Regions from separate parts of the Gasterosteus aculeatus genome. Here region 1 is linked to region 2. A link is a contact called in public Hi-C data. All regions are on one chromosome and are shown on one strand. The core of a region is the stretch at or near the end of the contact, and the rest is flanking DNA. Distances in the headings are between cores, read along the strand shown. Region 1 holds the start of LOC120829387 (plexin-A1). Region 2 overlaps LOC120829387 (plexin-A1).

What was found. A called contact is a pair of places that touch in the nucleus more often than the background predicts.
Region 1: a Hi-C map of skeletal muscle shows a contact between it and region 2, with 3 times the contacts expected there. The contact joins the promoter of LOC120829387 here to the enhancer-like site in region 2. A contact is called at or near these places in 2 of 6 Hi-C or Micro-C datasets (both in skeletal muscle).

The regions. Positions count from the first base shown.
Region 1 is chr2:17,374,774-17,379,908 of fGasAcu3.hap1.1, reverse strand. It overlaps LOC120829387 (plexin-A1), which reads left to right and starts at 1,764. Exons shown (of 33, transcript XM_078085495.1): 1 at 1,764-2,005.
Region 2 is chr2:17,317,005-17,321,906 of fGasAcu3.hap1.1, reverse strand. All of the region lies in intron 3 of LOC120829387 (plexin-A1), which reads left to right. Among protein-coding and RNA genes, the nearest start is that of LOC120829387, 59 kb to the left of the region's middle. Within about 2 kb of position 2,671, at least 1 of the 9 cell types and tissues checked has open chromatin away from gene starts, as enhancers often do.

The DNA.
Region 1 (5,135 bases), core at 515-3,014, 59 kb before region 2:
CAGAGATGGTTTTGATTTAACCAGTTATATTGTGCATTTGTGAACAACAACTTTTCTTACTTACGATTTTGTGTTCAGATCTGTGTGATGACATCAAGGCTACATTCAATTCAAATTTCCCAGTGGTGATTGCCAGGATCATGACACTGAAGGAGCTAAATGGAATCCAGTCCCTGTTAATTGATGAGTCATGATATGCTGCGGTGCTGAGGATTTAATCCGAATGGAGAGACATGGACAGAAACATGGCTGTGGCCAAATATTTGACATGAAAAGAGTTGTTACTTGGTGTAAAAATGGTGAATGTGCACCAACTCCCAAAAACGAAGAGCTTCCTGAAATGCGCTCAGTCTGCGACGATTCTGCAGCTGCGTTGATTACCTTCATCAGACCCACTGACAAGGTATGATAGTTTTGGGGAAATGGTCCAATATAACAAATAATGTCGGGAGCTTGTGGTATGTAGTTTAGTAAAACAATACTAAACCAGTTACTTTTTGATATTTTGGCCACAAGGGGACCAAGGAGTTGCATTAACTCAATAAAGTGAAGTGTATTGAGTTATGTTAGCTAACGCGTTGGCTAACTTCATTTAACGCTAACGTTACAGAACTAGTTGCCATGAAGCAGCTTTAGCATCCAACGGGAGTTTTTGTTTCCATACTAAATTCAATATTTATTCCTAATTCTTTTTTTTTTTCCTCTCCACCAACTCCTTTGAGAAATGCTTTTGCCCTTTTAGCAATTAAATGCTCCTCTATGTTTCTAGCTAACTCCCAGCTTTGTTTGCTCTCTGGTGGCTTTAACGTTAGCATGCGGCGCTATTATCAGAGCTTCTTCACTGCACCACAACAACAAATGAACTGTTAATGCAGTGTTGAATAAGCATATATTCACAGCCCGCACATTCAGTCAACTTTTGTACAATTAGACTTTGTCAAGTTTGCCTTACATTATTGTAATTGATAATTATTTGAGGTACGAGTGCCAAAGGTGCTGCTACTTGAGAAGCATCGTGTCCGGCTGAGGCAGAAAACAATGTGCAGGTCAAAGCAGACCTCTGAAGGCCGGTCTATAACCTCACCTCGTATTTGTCCTTTTCTACGGTTGTACAAAGCATCTCCCCAGAAGTCTCCCTTTTCCCCTTTGCAATGATTTCGGGAAACGTACATTTAATCCGCTCCAACGCGAGTAAACGTGAGTAACTGATCAGATCAGAGAACACCACACACACTTTGCTGATCGGTTTTATTGATAGTTTAGTTGGTTGTGTTACACCTTTTTATTTAAAAAAAAAACGGTCCAATCTGCGATTCTTTATATTTGTGGTCGCTCAAGTCTGTTCAGCTCTATTTCATCCATGTCAAGTTCCCATTGCCTTATAGAAATAACATTTGTTTCAGTTTACCCACAACCTTGTTACATATTTTATCAGAACGTTGCTTCAATTTTGGGTGAATAAACACATTCACAAACATCACGAAATAAGAGGCCTAAAACCAGGACAGTGCCACTCTGCGTGCGTTATACGATGACAACAGAGACCCATCGGGCTCGACAGGAGCCGCCTTCCATCAGCGGTGTGACAAAGACTCCAACACACGGCGAGAGACCCTCCTCGGGCCCGATGCCGCCACCTACGCGCGCCACCGCGCGGTGCGTGTGGCGACCCGCCGCTCCACCATCCACCGCCAGGGGGCGCACTCATGTCACTAACCTCCCCGCCTCTCTCTCCCTCCCTCCCTGTCTCTCTCTCTCTCTCATTCCCTCTACCAGGGGATGCCGGCGTCTACCCGCAGCTCTCCCCTCATTCATGCTGATCGCTGCTGTCCTGCGCGCACGGAACTGCAGAGCTGAGCCTGGACACCGGTGCTGCTGCTGCTGCTGCTGCTGCCGCTGCTCTCTGACAAGCCCGCCGGGAATGGAAATGTCTTCTGCCGCAACTCTGACATCTTAAAAAGACAAAACATGCCAAGGAGGGCGAACGCGAAGGGCGGTTTGAGCAGTAAGTACAGGCAAACTTTTTTTGGTTCGTGGTTGCTTGTCATTTTGGGAAAAAAAAAGAAGAGAATTCGTCCCTTATCCGAAATGTCGGTGACATTCCTGCTCTCCTCCTCCTCCTCCTCCTCCGACCCTTCCCTCTCCATCCCGTCCACCGGTGTCTCTCTGCGGTGTCACGAGCACACGCGGAGCGGGTCTGCGGCTGCGGGAGAAATGGGGCTTTCTGTAGACGTTCTCTTTTATTTCACCTTTGTGCTTGGAAACATCGCAAGGCTTGTTTTGCGCACGGAAGCAGCCGCACGCACGAGGAGGTTTGCGCATGAACACCAGCTCCAAAATGTCGTTTTTTTGTTGTTTACTTGGAATTGGCCAAGTTGTGTGACGGTGACGGATCGCAGTTCCTCACAGGAAAGGAACTGCGCATTGTGGAGGCACAAGCGGCCGCATGAATAGGCTGTTTGTGTCTCCGCGGGGGGGGTGTTTTTATGATCTCCCGCGTGCCTGAGCTTTACTGCTTGGTGTGTTTGGTGCATGTCACATCGCGGCAGTGCCAGAGGAGCAGGTGTAGGATCGTTAGCCAAGACGCATTTGATTAAACCCGGTGTCCATGTGAGCAACGCTGCATCTGCGCCGGAGACGCGATTTAAACTTGAACGCACTCTTTGCGCCAGTTGCGCGTGTGCTTGTGCGTGTATATTGGTGCATGTAAGCGGTCCTAATGTGTCATGGTGTGCGCGCGCGTGTGTGTGTGTGTGTGCAAGTTGGTACCAGTGTGCTTGTTCAGATGCAACATGCACATCTTTGAATGTGTCTATTGGTGCATGTAACGTTAGTGCTTGACCCGCGTGTGAGTGCATGTAGCTTGGGCGTGTGTGTGCGCGTGCTCCTCACCAACCCACCTACTCATCAACACACAGACACAAACACACACACACACACACACACACACACACAGATCGCTTTGGATTCACATCAACATGCCCTGACAGTTTTGTGTCACCTTATGCATTTTTGACGTGATATGCGTAGGTGAGGCAGACGGGCTGATTCTGAGAGACTACGGGCACCAAGCCACCGGTTTGACTGCCAAAGCACATTGAAAGAAATCTCACCAGGTTGTGTGTGTGTGTGTGTGAGATGAAAGAGTGTTCCTTTTGCATGTTCAGAATCTCCTCTCATCTGCTTCTCTCTCCCTTCTTATCTCTCTCCTCTCTCTGAACCCCGCAATAATGCGCGCGCGTGTGTGTGTGTGTGTGTGTGTGTGTGTGTGTGTGTGTGTGTGTGTGTGTGTGTGTGTGTGTGTGTGTGTGTGTGTGTGTGTGTGTGTGTGTGTGTGTGTGTGTGTGTGTGTGTGTGTGTGTGTGTGTGTGTGTGTGTGTGTGCGTGTGTGTGTGTGAGAGAGAGAAACGATGTGGGAGCTAGAGACGTGTGGAGGGGGTAAGAAATCCGCCCCCCCCCCCACACTCTGTTGAGCGCCTGTGTCATGATGTGCCTGTGCTGGGGCTCGTTGATAAGGATGAAACCCTGAACATCACCTCCACTTTGGGGCTGCGGCGTGACATCCGAGCTGACTGACTGCCCGCCTGGTTAAAGTGACACGATGACAACGGTAGAACATACTGGTTCCTGTTGTACCCGCTGACACGTGCTGCGTGTGTTCGCCTGCCTGTAACCTCGTGACACGGTTTGTTCTCAAAGTCTTTTATTTTTAATTTCTTCTGGCGGGTTATCTTTTCTTCGCGCTCTCTATGTTTTCACCTTTGTACCCTGTAACCAGGGTTCAGTCATATTTAAAGCAAGTTCTACAGTGACCAGATCTTCTGTGGTGTTTTTCTGATGTTCCGGGATCGACTGATGCATAAATTACTGCAAGGTCCGACTTTTTATGAGGGGGGGTATTAAGATAAACGGCCTCAATCTGAGTTCACTGTCGCCCCAAGTCTCCTCCTTCTGGAGCTTCCTCGGCAACGCATCACAAGTGAGAGTAGACTCCGTCTCCGGTTTTGGGCAAACACTTGCACGGATGGGTGGGCGGTTCCGCCCGGTGTCGTGTCAGTGGCTCAGGCCCCAGCCGAGCTGAGAGCCGCCGGCGACCGGGACGCACCCAGCGGTTCTGTTTGCTTTGAGCCGCTTCATACCTCAAGTGACTGTGATGGATAAACGGAGGAGGAGGGGTGGCAATAGAAAGCCAATAAACCAGATTGAAAGCAGTTTGAACTGATTCCCATTTGAGAAACACCCCCCACGACAAGGGTCCTTCCAACGTGGCCGTGGATATAATGAAACGGCCATTTGGCCGAGGAAGGAGGAGTTGTTTTTATTCATTTATTCAGTGCGTTGAAATGCTGCATGGCCGAGCAGTGTTGGAGCCACACTCTCGCCTATAGAGGCTGACTACAGACTGCCAAGTAAATTCATATTAAATGGCAAAATACCAGGTTTAATCCCTCAGACAACACTAGTTGTTTTAACTGCTCTTGGAAGGCAATCTAATTAGCTCAGACTTAAGAAGGGTAGAACAGTGTTTGTGAATGGTTTCTCCTCCATCGAGGCAGCGACCAGTCAATCACAGTGAGCCCGTCCTGAAGCATATTCTCTATGCTCTGCTATACTGTAAAAAGACCATTTTAATCAGGAGTGGCCACACTTTTTCAGCTACTTTTCAATCGTCCAAGTCTTGGCGATGGACCTCCCGTGGACCGGCCAACGGGGACATCGGCGACGCTAAAAGCCAAGTCAATGTGAAAAACTGCGCATGCGTGGTGACCTGTCGTGATTTTTTCTCAATTTCAATGACCAATTGGGCGCCACGGATCTAAATATTACTGAATGAATATCGTGCTGTATTGAAGAAGACTCGCAACTAGAGATTGAGACACACTCGTGTTTATAATGTTTACTGAGGGAATAAATCAAGAGAGAGGTGGGTTTATTTATTCTATACAATAGCACTTATTTTTTGCCACCAGAGCAGTCGCCCCGTGCTGGTTATTGCAGAGAATCCGCTTCCCCATCATCTTGAAAAGAATGATTTTGGGAGTTAAAGAAACAGACGGTAGCAGTGAGTGTGCACTGTCACTCCCCTACAGTACATGCCAATGATTCATTGCAACTTAGCAAGAGGCAATATCCAT
Region 2 (4,902 bases), core at 1,422-3,921:
TCATTAACGCGGTAGAAAAGGCGGCCTCCTGAGGCGTGTCCTTTATGCTGCTGTGTGTTTAACATACAACTGGCAGCACCAAGATGCTTTGGGTCAAATTGCTTATGAAATGCTGGAGCACGTGCTCCGTATACCAGAAATCCGTGGCGTCATTACAGCCGTACGGGACGTCCCACACCACGGCCACTAGTCAAAGGACGAGAGCACTCGTGTTGCTCCAGAGGGCTGTAGTTAAGAACAGAAACGATCACATCCAACATATTATATAACTTCTGGAGAACAATTCAATCCAATAATTTGTGGTAATTTGCGGTTTGTGTGTTTACATTCTTGGGGTTGGCATATCGGCAGGCGCTGCCGATGTTGTTAGCGTTGACCTCGGTGCACCAACACAATGTCAGCTTTTGTCTCCCAAAGGATTGAGTATGTTTGGAAACGATGGCGAGCTGCTTGAACTGGAGGGTCAAAGGTTCTCCACTAGACTTTACTATCACTTATTTACTATAGTTCAATGTGACACAAATTAGACTAATGGAAATGTCATTTTGGAAGACAAATGGATAATCTGGTTACAGATAATCATTTTGTTTTCCACAGTACCCTCTAGAAGGTATTTAAAGTGCCACACGCATAAATGTGATTGCCATATTTCTGTCCAGCGTTTATCTAAATTATTTCTTGGATATGACTATGTTTTTTACTTGGACTCAAATGCAGCACATGTTGATATAACATATATCAACAACATGTCAACATGTAACATTATTATTATAGCTGCCTTCATAGTAATGAATAACACAGACCAACAAAGCTGTGCAATATTTCAACATTTTATGTGATGTGTGTCTTGCATGTGATTGGCTTGTAAAACAGAAACTCCGCCCTTTTCCCATGAACCACTCGGAGAGGAAGCCTGAAACCTGAGTCAGTTAATAACTGGCTCCATGATACCAGTTACCCAAGACCACCCATCGTCTGTGTTAGTGTTTCATTATTTCATACTGGCCCAGCCTTCGGGGTAATTGGACACATTTTGGGTCTGGTTCTCCTCGACAATCTGCCAAAATGCCGCCGTTGTGTGAGTTTCAATGTTTTGCCGACCGGTTCCCAGGATTTCTAAATCCTCTGGAGTAATGGAATGTCTTTTTATTTTTTATTTAAATTCCTCCTGCAATATGTTGTCTTATCTGTCCATTGTCTTGCTGCCCAATGTTATGCACTAAGTCAAATTCCATGTATGTCTGACATATTTTGGTAATAAATGTCGCTGATTCCTGATGTTGAAACCTGCCAAGGCCCCAGAGAGAGACAGAGGTGGCAGGAAGGTTTTGTAGAGCAGAAACGTGGCTTCCAGAAGCAGGAGGAGAGCATCTGTCTGCTGGTCAGTAGGAACAGATGACGAGCTGGTCGAATGCTTTAGGTTATAGGTTCAAGTCCCTGGAGACACAGCTCTGAAACGGTTCATCGTGAGTGAGTTGTCTTGTGTGCGCGTGGTGAGCACAGATTTTATAAATCAGTGTAGTGTGTTGTTATGCGTGGTCTTTTAAATAGTTTGCAGCGGGCATTAGACAGCAGAGCACGTGAAACCGGGGAAAGGTTGCTTTGACTACGAGCCAATGGAGGACTGCGGTGTGTTTATTTATGATTACATACAGTATATACGAAGTTGTTATTTCTCTACCTCCTATTGTTTACTTGGATTGAACCCTTTAATCTGCCGCTGTCGCTCCCAGGTCAGAGTTGTTTATTTCCAAGAAGAAAGGGAGAAAAAGAAAGCACAGAGAAACATTTTGTCAGTCAGCCTCGGGGCGAGCGCCAGTCGGCGGGCTTTAGAAGTTAAAACGCCTCACTTTTAGAGCTCATGGGGCGCTGGGAACGGCGAGGTCGAAGGTCAACGCAGAGGAAGTTTAATAAAGAAAGAAAGGGAGGGCGGGATGTGCTACAGGGAGGGCCATTTGATTGATTGCTTCCTGTCTGCTCTCTCCATGTTCTCATCCCTCTCCACGGCGACGGCTACGCGTCCACTCCAGTCCCTCACATGGGTGTTTATTAGGGAATACGTTGCCATAGCGATCAATAAAATATGGGAAAAGATTAAACAGACACGAGTTGTTACAGTAAAAGCACTCTTTGCTGATGAATTACTGGGCTTTAAAACTATTACACAGCAGTATATATATATATTAACTGATACCTATAATAAATCTGAGAGTTGTTAAATTCATAACATGGAGCAATAAAATCATTCAAAACAGACGGGACACTGCAAATCGGACAATGCAGCCATTATGTGTAGTGTGTGCGTGTGTGTGTGTGCGTGTGTGTGTGTTGGGTCAACCTGCGTCTCCCTCACTTTTTCTTCTTGCGTTCTCCGGGGTGAAGCTGCTATTCAACACATTCCTTTGTTTAACCTTCTAATTGGAAGACGTCTTGAAGGAGAGCAGAGTCTTTCATGGCATCACGAGTCTGATCTCACCCACACAAACACGAGCACACACACACACACGCACACACACAGACACACACAGTGTATTCTCCCACGGCGGCAGAGAGAACGGGAAGAAAAGACGGAAGACAAAAAGATCAAATTATCAGCTACATTTAATTACCCACAACCCGGCAGGCACAATAGAGGGCTAAATCCAGATTTGTCTGCGCTCAGAAGAGAGAGAGAGAGAGACTTTAGTCTCACTGGAGCTCTCTCTTTCTCTCTCTCCTCACCCACAATCCTTTGCTGCAGAGTGCGTTCCCTCTTTTTTCGAAAAGCATCGCTGCAGAGTGAAGTGATGACAGCTTATCGGATTAGGCATCGCAGGATAATAAAGACCCTTGTTTGAGTCCCCCACCCATACTCCTTAAATATGATTACTGCTTACTGTTAGCGGCAACATGACATTAGAGCGTGCCGCGTGGCGGCGGCGCACACATTAGCATAATGTTTGCAGAGACTGTAAGGAGCGACGGCTGCGGAAGGGGAGGGAGGCGGAGGGACGCAACGAGTCTCCATCTTTCTCTCTCTTCCCCACGTTTGTCCTGTTGTCACCTTTTGACCTTGCAGCCGCTCTCTATGCTCTCTGTCCAGGGACTTATTTTCTCAGTGCGTGCTAGTTGCTCAGCTTGCGCATGTCCACTCCCTCCTCCAGGATGTCTCACTTAACTAAAAGAGACCAGAGTTGACTAAAGGCCTAAATGGAGCTCTGACCTCTAGTCTGGTCATCGTGTCACATCAATCTCAAATGGAACTTTCATTCTTGTGGTATCAATAGTTTTACCGTGGCAGGCCCCTGTTGCTGCCACGGCAACAAAAACCGGGTCCAAGGATTCTGGGATTGTCCGCTGTCATTATGCAGCGCACGGATGCACAGCGGGTTTCAGTCGAAGCCCAATGGCAGCACGATGAAAGCGGGACCAACCAATAAACACTTTGGGGTGAATTTGCATACGATGCAAACAGCGGCAACCGAAGCGATTCTCTGGGCAGACAACGCGGCACTGTAACATTAATTATTCATCCCCGGTGGGCCGAAAGTGCGCTGCACTTATTTCCCACACTTTTTTTCAATGTTTGTGTTTTGATAATAAAACAAATTAAAACAAATTAAGCTCCCCGCATGTTTGTGCGCTGTGATCACGTGATGACATGAGTAGTGAGTCGTTATACCAAGATAGAATCTACCGACATACGACTTACGAGCTTATTGTCCATGCATGTGTGTCTCAGCAAAAGTATTATCAGTGTGTGACTGCAGTGTTTCCCCTACCATTAAAACGGGGGGCGCCTCCCACCCTGAAATACCCCCCCTGAAAAAGTGAGAATAAAAGAAAAAACTTTTCCCCCCTCCCTCTCTGAGCCGTTCGCCCAACAACCGTGTGCGTGTGTGTGTGTGTCGTGTGCTGTAAAAGTTGCCGCCACTCGCTGAACTCGCGACCTCGCGCTGAACTTCCCTTTATTCTCATTCATCGAGCGTCGCGCTGAGCCTGCTAGCGACATTAGCTAATTACAGCTGGGCTGTGTTGTCCCCACAGCTCCCGTGCACATGGATGGACCCGCACACGCCTCTAATGCATCAGTGTCTAGACAGACATTGCCTGGATCGCTCTTTCTCCGGAGACACAGACACTCATTTGTTGTGGGCCAAAGATGAGGCCGGCACTCCGCTCTGCGGCTCGTTCGTCGACCAATTGGCGTGTGCGTGGCGTCAGCTGATTAAATGGTCATCGCACGCCAATGCCGTTGATTTACCCCCATATATATTTCTTTGCAAACACAGGTGTCTTGTGAGAGAGAGAGAGGGAGAGGAAGATGCTGTCAGCATCCTCTCGTGGGAGCCGAGGTCTCTATTGTAATTCAGACCTTTTACTATTTAGTTTTGGTGCCAAATGTGTTACGGCGCCATATGCCATAAAGTATGTGTGTGTGTGTGTGTGTGTTTGGAAAGCCCCGACACACCCAGCTGGTCGCTGCAGCGTTCTCACCTGAAGTCTTTTGGTGTGTTGGCCGGTTTCTCGACTTTCATTCCACGAGCCGAACCCCGAAGGATAAGAACACGAGCGCACCGAACAGCTCAATTTCACGGCGGCCGTTTTTAGTCGTATACATTTATGCGTGTGGATCATGAGAACGGACCGGTTCGTTTTACCGCTTACTTGCTGACTACCGCCTTGACTGTTGCCAAAGGTGTGTGGACACAGCTTAGCACCCCCCCACCTCCCAGGTTAGGGTTCGTGCGCCCCCGTAATTGAATTGTGGGGGAGACGCTGGTCTATCATCCCCCCCCCATGTGTGGCTGTAAAGTCTGTTCCCCACTCGTGTGGTTTCAGGCCTCTCAACAGGTCATGGGACCCCGGCGGGGGGGTTCGCTCCCGTTAGTGGGGTCGAACGCTGATCCTGCGTGATACGAG